2 separate regions of the Hordeum vulgare genome follow, and region 2 is linked to region 1. Evidence: chromatin contacts called from public Hi-C data. All regions are on one chromosome and are shown on one strand. The core of a region is the stretch at or near the end of the contact, and the rest is flanking DNA. Distances in the headings are between cores, read along the strand shown. Region 1 holds the start of LOC123413479 (1-phosphatidylinositol-3-phosphate 5-kinase FAB1A-like). Region 2 holds the start of LOC123407680 (receptor homology region, transmembrane domain- and RING domain-containing protein 2-like).

Region 1 (5,848 bases), core at 1,368-3,867:
AGGCATATGTATGTAATATCCAACCTGATCCATTGAATTAAACGACGATAAACCAACATCAGAATGCCCAAGTACACCTTTCAGTAGAAGCAACCTAGGATTGTGACAATTGGTCGGCATGTGCTTATGAGCAGTGTTCTTTTTGAAGACTAGCCCCTTTATCACCTCACTGCAATCAAAGTTAAAAGGTGAAGGTTTATAATCAATCTAGCATGCAAATAGAAATTAGACAATCTTTAAATAAAAAATTAGCTGACAAATGTTTCACCTTTGCCAACGAGTACCAGATGCTACACATTTGACCTTGATGTAAGATCCAGGGTCCATTTCATTGCCGATTTTTGCATCAGGTTTAATAAGAAGTGCAGCTTCCCACGACAGGGAGGTCACAATATCAAGCCAACTCTCAGTACTCTCTCCTTTTCCGAAGGGGATACCAGCAGAGGCCAGAAACCGGCTGACAAGTATCTTGAGCTGCCCATTCATAGCTCCCAGCATTGCATTTTCTCGTCCGTCCCTAGGATTGGGGCTTTCCTCATGTTCCTCGCCAGTGGCTGGGAAACTTGACTGGCCCCACTTTATTCCATCACCATAATCATCATCGTCGTCGTCATAAGCAATGTTTCCGGCAACACTATCAGTCTCATCTCCCTTATCTGCTGCTTTAGGAGGTATCCAAATGCTATAATTTTCAAAACCTGGGAGGTCTGTATTGTTGATTTTGCCGTTGGTACTTTCAGCCCCATCAGAATCATCACCAGACCTACCCGAGCCGACAGAGGAGGCAGATGGATCGCTGCTGACGTCTTCATGTTTGTGCAGTGATGAAGTGTCGGAGAAGAAATTGTCGTCTGTGTACAGATTATTGCTACTAGACTTAGAAGGATTCCTGGTCCGATTCTGTCCCAGATGATCAGCATCATGCAGGCGGTGAGGGGTAAGATTACCATCTAAAACCTCTGATACAACCTCCCTGTCATTACCAAAAGAACATGACTGGTTCAGAACGGAATTTAAAAAGCACCCAGACGCAGACACACAAAATACCTGGCAAGACAGTTCCCTTGCCTCAAGGGCATTTCTCTACCAAACTAGGTTATCCAGGTTAAATATCTACGAGCTTAGCTGGCTGGAGAAATGAACAAAGATATCTTCCTTGAGCATGACCCCCCAAACACAGGTGTCAGGTTCTTGTCGGCGATATTGACCAACCTTTCAGGCGTACAAAACGAGAAACAGAAAAATTGAAGTGTCTCGATGCTGAACAAAAGACTCTGGTGAATTAATGGCTAAGCAAGGTTGGTCGCGTGCATATTCGGACGGGGCGAGAATTCTCTTCCACTATTATCTAAAACAAGGCTAAGCAAGTGTGGTACACTGCATACGCCTAAATAAGTGTCTGAGGCTGCAGCTGGCCTTGTTCAGACATAATAACGTAATGAGCAGGTGTATCTGAGGTTACACAGTTGGCAGTGTTCAGGCAGAGCTCCCGCTGAGCATCTGAACATGTGCATAGTATGAACGGTATACTATTCAGACCAATGGAGTCGTGGGAATGAAGCACTACCTTCGTGGATTCATGTCCGGGCACATGTCCACCGACGAGGGGGGCCGTCACATGCCCTGGCTCCTCCTCCTCCTCTTCCTGCTCCTGACGCCTCAGATCTCTGGGTGTGTATGGCCTTGACCTGACCAGTTCAGCATGGAAGGAAGGAAGCAATCAGTCCATTATATTAATTGAAGACAAGAAATCACAACTACTCGGTCAATTCAAAAATCGAAACCCACCAACCGACAGGGAAACAGAAATTAAAAGCAATCTCAACTCCCAAGGCAAACGAAAAATTGAGCCCAGAAACGAAACGCGTCCGTCCACCGGTGCTCACGATGAGGACGCCGGAATCGAGCGGCGCTTGATTCGGATCGCGCGAAATGGAAACCGAACCGCGCAGTCGACGCCGAAGCGGGCGGGGAAACTGAAGCCGGATCCTATACTACTACTACTTGCACTATCAAATCAAATCAAAAGGGGAAGAAAAGGTAGAGAAGGATGAGGATAGTAGTAGTAGTACTCCCAGGTAGTAGTAGTTGGAATCGAAGCAATTGCGGCGATCAATCCAAAGGCCGGCCACGGCCACGGCCAGGCTGTCTCCCCTATGATGGCGCAACAAACCCCACACAGGAAGAGGAAGGAAAATAAAAAAGGGCAGATATTGAAGAAGGAAGTATCCAAGCGCGTGGGTCCAGGTCAGCAACGGCCCCGGGTCAGGCGCCGCGACAGAAACATCCCAATCCCCAATTCAAAGTTTGAAACCCGTCCCTTCCTCCTCCTGCACCCATAGGCCATGCCCACGACCTACCTACTGCTACGTAGGTACGCACGCACGCACGTACGTACGGTATGTGGTATGTATGTTCTTCCAAGTTCGTCCGACCCCCACCCGATGAGCAACGAAGACGACGACAACAACCGAGAAATGACCGGAAAATCGCAAGAGAAGGGGACAAGGGGAGGGGAGTGGACCTCCGCCTTACCGCGCGCGCGGGGGAGCTCCGCGGCGACGTTCAGCTCGTCGGCGTCGGGGCGGCCTCGCGGGCCGACGGATGTATTGGCGAGCAGGAGTTGGTCCGGTGGCCTGCGCGCGTGCGCGTGGAAGAATAGAGCGGAGAGGAGATGCGGTCGCGAACGGCGGGCGAACGAGGATGGAAAGGCGACGACACGAGGGGAGAAGAAAAAGAGCAGGGGGGAGGAGAAGGAGGGAGCGGGCGCAGCGCACGAAAGAAATACTTGTCCTCCACCTCGCGCTGGACCCCACGCCACCTGCACGGCTCGTATATTAATCTTGTTTCTGTTGAGTAAATAGGCAATTTTCCGAGTAGATTAATCCACAAAATAATAACTAGCATGGCATTGACTAGACTAATGACATACTGATGTTGAGCTAACCTAGCACATACTACGCATATAGTGGATACATCTATGCAAACAAGTAGTACTGCTAGAATAAATACGAACAAGAGGATAAACGAGTCATACCCTCCAATCGGCCAGTTGGCCGTAGCAGCAGCGGCGGCGGCGGCGGCAGAGGCAGTATCCTCTGCCGTCTTCTTTTCGGCTTCCTCGCGGAGACGATCAGCTTCGCTTGGTGAAGACATGGCGATGACGAGGGCGACGCGGACGTAGACGAAGCAGACGGACGGAGGCGAGCAGTCGCGTGATCGCTCCCCAAAAACCTAATCGCCCCTCTCCCGTACAGGAACCGGAGAGGCGAGGTTTCGGAGGCCTGCTCTCCCGTCGACCGTGTACGCGGTAAACGGGACGGAGTCGCCGGCGGCAGCAGCAGTTCAAGGAACGAACGCGTGAGGCAGATGTGATCTGATTTCGTGACGGCTAGGGTAGGCGATCGCGTGCTTATAAAGACGGCTGGGTGGAAGAGTCCGAGTCGGTAACGATCACGATCCGACGTCTCGGATCGTTTCCTTGTCCGTTACGTATTCTCCGTTCCTGACCGGCAAAAATAAGCGCGTAGGTATGGGCTCGGCTCATTCCCGCAACCCGCGGCGCGTCGTGACGAGGCGTGGCGTGGCGAGGCGGGCGGCGGAGGAGGAGTGCGCGAGGGCACCTTCTCTTCTCACTCTCCAATAGCATGTGGAAGAGAGACCCTTATAAAGGGGTCCAAACTCTCCTCCACTAGCGGGGTGGGACTAAACTCCCACCACCTTGCCATGCCACCACCTACATGGGCCCTTTAGATTTTTCTGAAATTCTCTAGTGGGCCTAAGGCCCACCTCCAAATTTCAACAGTTTCCGGACTTCTTCTACCTTCTTCCCCTTCAGCGGCAGAACGCACGATAAAGATATGTATAGGGAAAAATGGGCCTGACTGACATCTTAGTTCAGAGAATTAGTACTCCTATATACAGTATACTGTATTTTTTTCAGCGAAATTATTGTAATCTATGGTGCGTGGGGTATTTTGCAGTTTTTTTTTGGGGGGTTGCTGTGTTAATCTATTGTGGCACGCAACGCAGCAGATAGCGCCGACACGGTTTGGTTGGTTGGTCCTTGGTCACTAGCGGCCGTGACCTGACGACGACCGGGGCAACAAATGGAACAGCCTTCACACGGCAAATTCAACAGACTGTTTTTTTTTTCCTTATTTGCAAAAAAAAAAAAAAAAAAAAAAAACTACTACTTGAAGATAGGTATTATGTGTTTTTTTTCAACGGGAAGAACGGTTTGTTCATATTGTAATATTTCGCATCTCGTAAATACCTTCATGGTAACTCCCATTCGGTGGGATTGATGTGCATGTCTTTGGCATATGTTTGCAAAACCTTGCCATTGGGCTTATCCTACTTAACTTCTCATTTTTATAAGCAACAACGTTGGCGTTCGCCCTGGGCTCTTTCCTTTGTAGAAGAATTCAAATATCCACTAGTCTTTTTCTTTTTCATAAAGAACAAGCAAGAGCTTTGCATGTTATTATTCAGCTGACAAATGTCCATTGTGCCAAGTCATGATTTTATCGTTTAATCCAATCAAGTTGAAACGGATACGTTTAGTTTTGTAATTGTAAGTGTTGGTAACGGGTAAGTCATGAATACATATGTCTTGTCAAGCGAGAAAAATACGGCATCCCTCGTGGGTTGTCGCGGCCACGACAACTATAGGATTTGTGTGACTTTACCATTACCTTGTCCTTCACTGCCTCCTCCCTTGTTGCTATTGTTGGCGGCTTCTCGGATAGCACGCAGCGGCGTGGGGCTCCTCACCCCATCTTCTTATGGTGATTGTGGTGGCATGTATTCCACGACATACCTTAACAACATCTTGAATCCTGATTTTGGGATAACTTTGTGTGGAAAGGAATAATGGTCTTGGACTCGAGCAATCTTGCATTAGGGGGCTCAACTGCTTTTCGATGCGCTCCAAGGCGAGGGTAGTACATGTTGCGTGCGACACATGACTAGTTCGGATAATGATCAAGAGTCGGCGTGGCGGCATTGTGGTGACGCCGACTAGGCAAGTAGGCATGTGATTAGATCTCGTGGCTTTGGATTGTCTTGAAAGCCTAATTTCAAGGTAATTTTGCATGCGGTGGAGTACTGGTGTTTGACGGGAGCAGTCTAACACTAGTGAGGAAACATGTTTTCCGCTCTCCATAATAAGGATGATATACGTTTTGTGTTGCACATCACTAATCCAGATAATGATCAAGAGTCAGTGAACTGGCACCTACTAGGCAAGTAGTTATGGCATGCGCTTCGACCGCATGGCTTTAACAAACATCGACAAAATATAAGTAGGAGTAAGAATATATAACTTTATTGGTTTAGTCGAGTAATAATGGAGTCTAGCAACAACAACGATCGTGCACCATCACTTTCCTATAGATGTTCCCTTTGGATACCTTTTTAAGCCTTTGAATGATCAACCATTCACTATTGGTTTATGTCAAGAAGAACCAAGGTGTACTCTAGGGTGAAAACCCGTGTTTGGTTTCACTAGATGGTTTTGAGAACATTGATGTGTGCCTAAATGTGTTCTTGATGGCATTCTACATCGGTGTCTTGTTTGATGTTTTTGCCGTTATATATTTTCAGTGATTTAGCTAGATTAAGCTTTAGGTAGTAACTGTAAAAGGACAACCATTGTTAGTGGTGGATTTCTGTGTTGAGAGTGAGTGCATGAATCTCTCTTGCATTCGTATCCCTTTTTTGGCATTGGCCTCTTGGGAGTTACTTGCTTAAAATAACATGATGCGCATTGGGTGATGCATAGTTTGGGTCTCTCAGAGATTATTTTCTCTTGTGTACAACAACTTTCCAAACAGAAACTACTTCG
Region 2 (5,848 bases), core at 2,080-4,579, 640 kb after region 1:
GTTTAAAATATGCCTTTATGTTTTGCAGTCTCAGAAAGAGCTAGCGAGATACCACCTATTCATGTTGCTTCACGCTTGTTTTGATTGAAGTGTTGGTATTTGAAACTCATTATTATTTGCTCGTAGCTGATTATGCCATTGATATTAGTTTACCGTGAGACCTTTGTGTCATTTGCTTATGTGGTTAACTTGTGATCTTGCTGAAATTCTGGTTATGAGTTAGACATAGTTGCAACAACAAGATCAAACAGAGCTTGTCGAAGTTTTTCTTTCTCTCTCAGTTTGTCAACTGAGTTGCTTGAGGACAAGCAAGGTTTTAACCTTGGGGGAGTTGATATGTCTCCATCGTATCTACTTTTCCAAACTCTTTTGCCCTTGTTTTGGACTCTAATTTGCATGATTTCAATAGAACTAACCTGGACTGACGTTGTTTTCACCAGAATTGCCTTGGTGTTATTTTTGTGCAGAAATCAAAGTTCTCCAACCGTCCTGAAAATTTACGGAGAGCAGTTTTGGAAAATAAGAAAAATATCTGCGCCAAGTTCCACCTCAGGGGGTGGGCCAGTGGGCCACAAGCCCTAGCTCTGCCACCACCCCCTGGTGGCGGTGGGCAGGCTTGTGGGGCCCACACGGCTCCGCCGCCCCAATCTCAAGTCTATAAGATCCCTTTCGTCCCAGAAAAAATAAAAAAGAGAAGTTTTCGTCGCGTTTTCGATACGGAGGCGCCGCCACCACCTGTTCTTCATCTCGAGGGCAGATCTGGAGTTCGTCTTGGGCTCCGGAGAGGGGAAATCGTCGCCATCGTCATCATCAACCTTCTTCCCTCTCCAATTCCATGAAGCTCTTCGTCGTTCGTGAGTAATCTATTCGTAGGCTCGCTGGGCGGTGATGAGTAGGATGAGATCTATCATGTAATCGAGTTAGTTTTGATGGGGATTGATCCCTAGTATCCACTATGTTCTGAGATTGATGTTGCTACTACTTTGCCATGCTTAATGCTTGTCACTAGGGCCCGAGTGCCATGATTTCAGATCTGAAATTATTATGTTGTCACCAATGTATGTGTGTTTTAGATCCGATCTTGCAAGTTGTAGTTACCTACTATGTGTTATGATCCCGCAACCCCGGAGTGACAATAACCGGAACCACTCCCGGTGATGACCATAGTTTGAGGAGTTCATGTGTTCACCAAGTGCTGATGCGTTGGTCCGGTTCTTTATTAAAAGGAGAACCTTAATATCCCGTAGTTTCCTTTTGGACCCCGCTGCCACGGGAGGGATGGACAATAGATGCCATGCAAGTTCTTTTCCCTAAGCACGTATGACGACACACGGAATGCATGCCTACATCACATTGACGAACGAGAGCTAGCCACATATCTCTCCGTGTTATAGCTGTTGCATGATGAATATCATCCAAACAAATCACCGACCCATTGCCTACGAGTTTGTCCTACTACTGCTGCTACTGCTGTTACTTGTCTTGCTCTGCTGCTGCTGCTGCTGTTACTGTTGCTATTAATGTCGCTTGCTACTGTTGTTACTTGCTACTGTTGTCACTACTGCTGTTCCTTGCCGCTGCTATTGCTCGTTACACCGCTGCTACCTGCTACAATCTTGATTCGCTGATCGTTGATGGGAACTGACAATTTCCGTCAACGAGTCAACTTGGCGCCATTGATACAATCGTTAGGAATAGTCTGCCGTCAACAGATCGTTTCTGACACCGTTGTTATCATACTACTTTGCTACTGATGCTTTGCTTGCAGATACTAATCTTTCAGGTGTGGTTGAATCTGACATATTCAGCTGCTAATACTCGGGAGTATTCTCTCACCTCCTGTCTGACGTACCAACAAATTTGGGTCGAATACTCTACCCTCGAAAACTGCTGCGATCCCATGCGCTTGTGGGTCATCAACAACATTCTTCTAGTTTCGATTGTGGGAGAGTGCTAGCAGCATTCTTCTGGTGCCGTTGCAGGGGAAGGTTTGTTGTCATCAACATTCGTCTAGCCATCGCCAGAGATTGCAATCACACGACAGTTTTTTCAGAATCTTCGTGTCTGGACGAATGAGCGCAGGGCGGTGGCGCTGTTTGGCGCCGTGGTGGCATCGATCATCTTGCACGAAGCTTTCGGTAGAGATGTCAAGTCATGCCTCGCCGACAGGTGCTACGTTGTGTCATGTCTGGTCGGCAAGTGCTACGCACGACAGATCTTCCAGAATCTTCGCGTCTGGACCGATGAGCCGTGGTGGCATCGACGGATGGACGGACTGGCAAGGATGATACAAATCTCTCTCCTGAAGATGGGTCGGCGGCCTGATGATGATGACGGCGTCTAAAACGTGTACATGTGGTGTAAGCTTTAGGTCTGCTGCACCGATTGTGAGTTCCAATATGTTATGTGGATGTATCGATGACGGCATCGGTTTTAGATATGGAGAGTGAGATCACTCCACATTATCAAGTTGTGTAGGTGTGAGTGGTGACTTCGGATGGTTTGTTGTATGTTCTTGGTAGACGTATGTTAAATAATTAACAAAAATGACTGTATGCATCGATTGATGCAGATGCAGAGGGTTTGAACCTTCTTTTCCGAAAAAAAACCTGTGATCAGCTTGCCGCTGGCACGAATGTTCTGGATGAGATGATAATGCTGCGTCGGTGGCATCGTTCGACAACACTTGTGATCAATTCAGAGCCAAATGCTACCCTACCCCCTAGAAAACTATCAGCGTCAAACATACCATGAGACCGACGTGCGGCAAAAGAAGGAAGACCCATTCCATTGGACGAAGGCCCTGTTTGGATCCTAGGGTTAGAGTTAGAGTTGGTTAGATTGAACTCATCTAACCCTCAAAAATCCAAACAGGGTGGGTTAGAGTTGGTTAGATGCATCTAACCCACCCAAGAGGTGTTTTTTTGGGTTAGAGTTAGGTGGGGCCCAGAAAAAGTTACTTTTCTCTCTCCCTCCATCACACAAAATCCTAGATAAAGGAGCCAAATGATTGGAAAAAGTGCATTTATTGTCAATCTAACCCTTCCATCCAAACACCTCCTTGGTTAGAGTTAGTTTAGGGTTAGTCTAGATTTAAAATATAAGTCTAACCTCTAACCGAGGAGAAGTGCAACAAGATTCTTGCTGTTGCACGGCACCCAGTGACACAGCATTCAGCGGCGCACAGATTAATCTCGAGAGGCACTGCCGCTGGTTCTGGATCCAGGACGAGTCGATCTCGAGGGCGCCGCGCCGATGCCGACAGCCATGGTAAATAACAGCAAGCAGGGCGTGGTTATTAAATTAAAAATCCCAACGGATAGAGACGGATGGGCGGAAAACATTACACACACTGAAAAATCGGATCGAGCGGGGGCCGGGGGCACCGAACCTGGAGAGGCTACCCACCTGCGATTTCAATTCCCAATCTCGACTTCTCCTCTGTCCCTCCGCCTGTCTCCGCCCCCCCGTGAATTCGCCGTCGATCTCGCCGCCTATGCGTAATCCCACGCCCGGTTCCCCCCTTCCCGCCCCTCCCATGGCAGCCGACGTCTCCATCCCCGCGTCGACTCTCTGCCTTCTGGTCTCCTCACAGCCGCGCACCCAGTAACCGCGCGCTGATTCTCCCCCTTCGTCTCCTCTGTTTCCAGGTGAATAATCCGTCAGCCCTTTTAAAGATTAGATTCGAAAGTCGGGCTAAATTTGGCAAAGTTTTTATAGCCGAGTCGCCGGATGCCGCCGCTATTAGTTTCTTTTCAGCTCAATTCCAGCTAAAAGTGCAATCCTTTGGCCGAATTGCTTTTCTCTCCAAGTTATTGGGTGGTGATTTCACGGCTACGGATTGGTAGGATTCTTTCTTCCTCGGCATGTTTTTGGAGTCTACTGAGGATTTGGCCTTTGGGGCCAGGTTGCGTCCTCCCGTGAAAACATATTTTTTTTCTCGATTTTAGAGGTTTCTCGTTTGCGTGCTACATTTGAATGCTATATATAAAAGATAGATATTGTTCCCTGCTACCGCACAGTTACACTGCTCCTGTTTTTTTTTTTTTTTGGCTTGATGGCTCAATTTTGGGAGTGCTATTGCAGGGCTAGTAGAGGATAGGTGCTTTGGAGCGAGAGTGTGTGTCTCGCAGGTTTAGAGTTCTCATTTGGCGCGTCGGTGTTTGCTCTTCTCTTCAGTTGCACCAAAGGAAAGGAACTCTGACAAGATTTTTTGACGAAACTCTGACAAGATGAACCGTGCAAGAAGAGGAGGGAGATCATTTCCCCTCTGGTTATGTGCAGTGGTTTGTCTCATGGCTCAGCCGGGAGCTTGCAGTGTGGTGCTGATGGCGAATAATACCACCTTATCGTTCAGTGACGTTGAGGCAACATTTAGTGAGTGCTACGAATCAACCAATACTCCCCTGTTTCAGTGCCGATCAATTATCAACTCACTACTATTTTGTTTCGTTATTACTGTATGTTTGTTTTTATTATTCTGAATCCATAATTTGAGTCATCACCGATGAATGGACTGATTGCTTATCGTGCATCCTGGTAGTTAGATTAGTACTCCCTCCGTAACGAAATATAAGAGCGTTTAGATAACTAAAGTAGTGATCTAAACACTCTTATATTTGTTTACGGAGGGAGTATTTGGCAGTGCTGCTTTTATTACCTCTTCTATGGCAATTTTTGCAAACGCTTTAAAATGTTATTGCCTCTTGCAATTTGCACATGCTTTATAATGTTATTACCTCTTGCAATTTGCACATGCTTTATAATGTGCAAAGCTAAGTTCTGCTTTACCCAATCTATATGTGTTGAAGAAGAACTTATTGGTATTTCAACATTTTGCAGCTCCAGAAGTGAAAGGTTCAGGTTTAAACGGTGTAATTTACACCGTCGAACCTCTTGATGCTTGCAGTCCTCTGACAAAGAAAGCAGTCGAAGGTCCTGTATCACCATTTGCATTGGTTTTAAGAGGCGGCTGCCAATTTGATGATAAAGTTAGAAATGCTCAGGATGCCGGATTCAAGGCTGTGATAGTATATGATAACAAAGACCACGGTGTCCTTGTTTCAAGTAATGTTCCTTGACTTCTCCTTTTGGTCCTGACATCATTGTTTTTCTTTTAGTCTGTATATCTTTAATAATGTGTCGCTCATGATCACTGCATATAAGATGGGTGATTCATGATGCTTTGGTAGCTAACATTAGTGAGGTCAGAGGAATAAAAAGTACGTATGCAAATATCCACTCCTGTATCATGAAATTTAAATGGTTGGACGCACCTGCAACCTTTTTCAGACTACACCTCACTAAGAAAAAAGGAAGCAGAAATCAATTGTAAAACTTGATCTGGCATTAAAATGTTATGACAATTGACATGTTTTTTTTTTCAATAGCCTTTTGTTTTCTCCAATATTATCTATTCCGTGCACATATTTTCAACAGTATTTAACTAGGAAGTGTTAACAGTGGCTGGAAGTTCATCCGGTATCGACATATATGCGGTCTTCATCTCTAAGACGTCAGGAGAGGTGTTGAAAAAATATTCAGGTCAAAGTGATGCTCAGGTGTGGATAATATCAACGCGTGATAACTCAGCTTTGTCAATCATGGCAATTTCTTTCACAGCACTGCTTGCTATGTCTGCTGTTCTGGCCACTTGTTTCTTTGTGAGAAGACACCAAATGAGAAGGGACAGGGTTCGAATACCTGCAGCACGAGAATTTCATGGAATGAGTAGTCAATTAGTCAAGGCAATGCCAAGTCTTATTTTTACAAAAGTCCAGGAAGACAATTGTACTTCGTCAACATGTGCCATTTGCCTGGAAGACTACAGTGTTGGTGAAAAGATAAG

Evidence for each region. Hi-C and Micro-C count contacts between places; a contact is called where the count stands out from the background.
Region 2: a contact with region 1 is called in a Hi-C map of leaf, with 2.6 times the contacts expected there. The contact joins the promoter of LOC123407680 here to the promoter of LOC123413479 in region 1. A contact is called at or near these places in 2 of 6 Hi-C or Micro-C datasets (leaf and seedling) and 1 of 1 datasets of contacts at active chromatin or transcription factors (embryo).

Annotation. Positions count from the first base shown.
Region 1 is chr7H:441,245,363-441,251,210 of MorexV3_pseudomolecules_assembly, forward strand. It overlaps LOC123413479 (1-phosphatidylinositol-3-phosphate 5-kinase FAB1A-like), which reads right to left and starts at 2,618. Exons shown (of 12, transcript XM_045106420.1): 1 at 2,536-2,618; 2 at 1,568-1,688; 3 at 269-973; 4 at 25-169. The coding sequence starts at 1,593.
Region 2 is chr7H:441,881,023-441,886,870 of MorexV3_pseudomolecules_assembly, forward strand. It overlaps LOC123407680 (receptor homology region, transmembrane domain- and RING domain-containing protein 2-like), which reads left to right and starts at 3,330. Exons shown (of 5, transcript XM_045100867.1): 1 at 3,330-3,650; 2 at 4,087-4,377; 3 at 4,843-5,067; 4 at 5,464-5,848. The coding sequence starts at 4,233.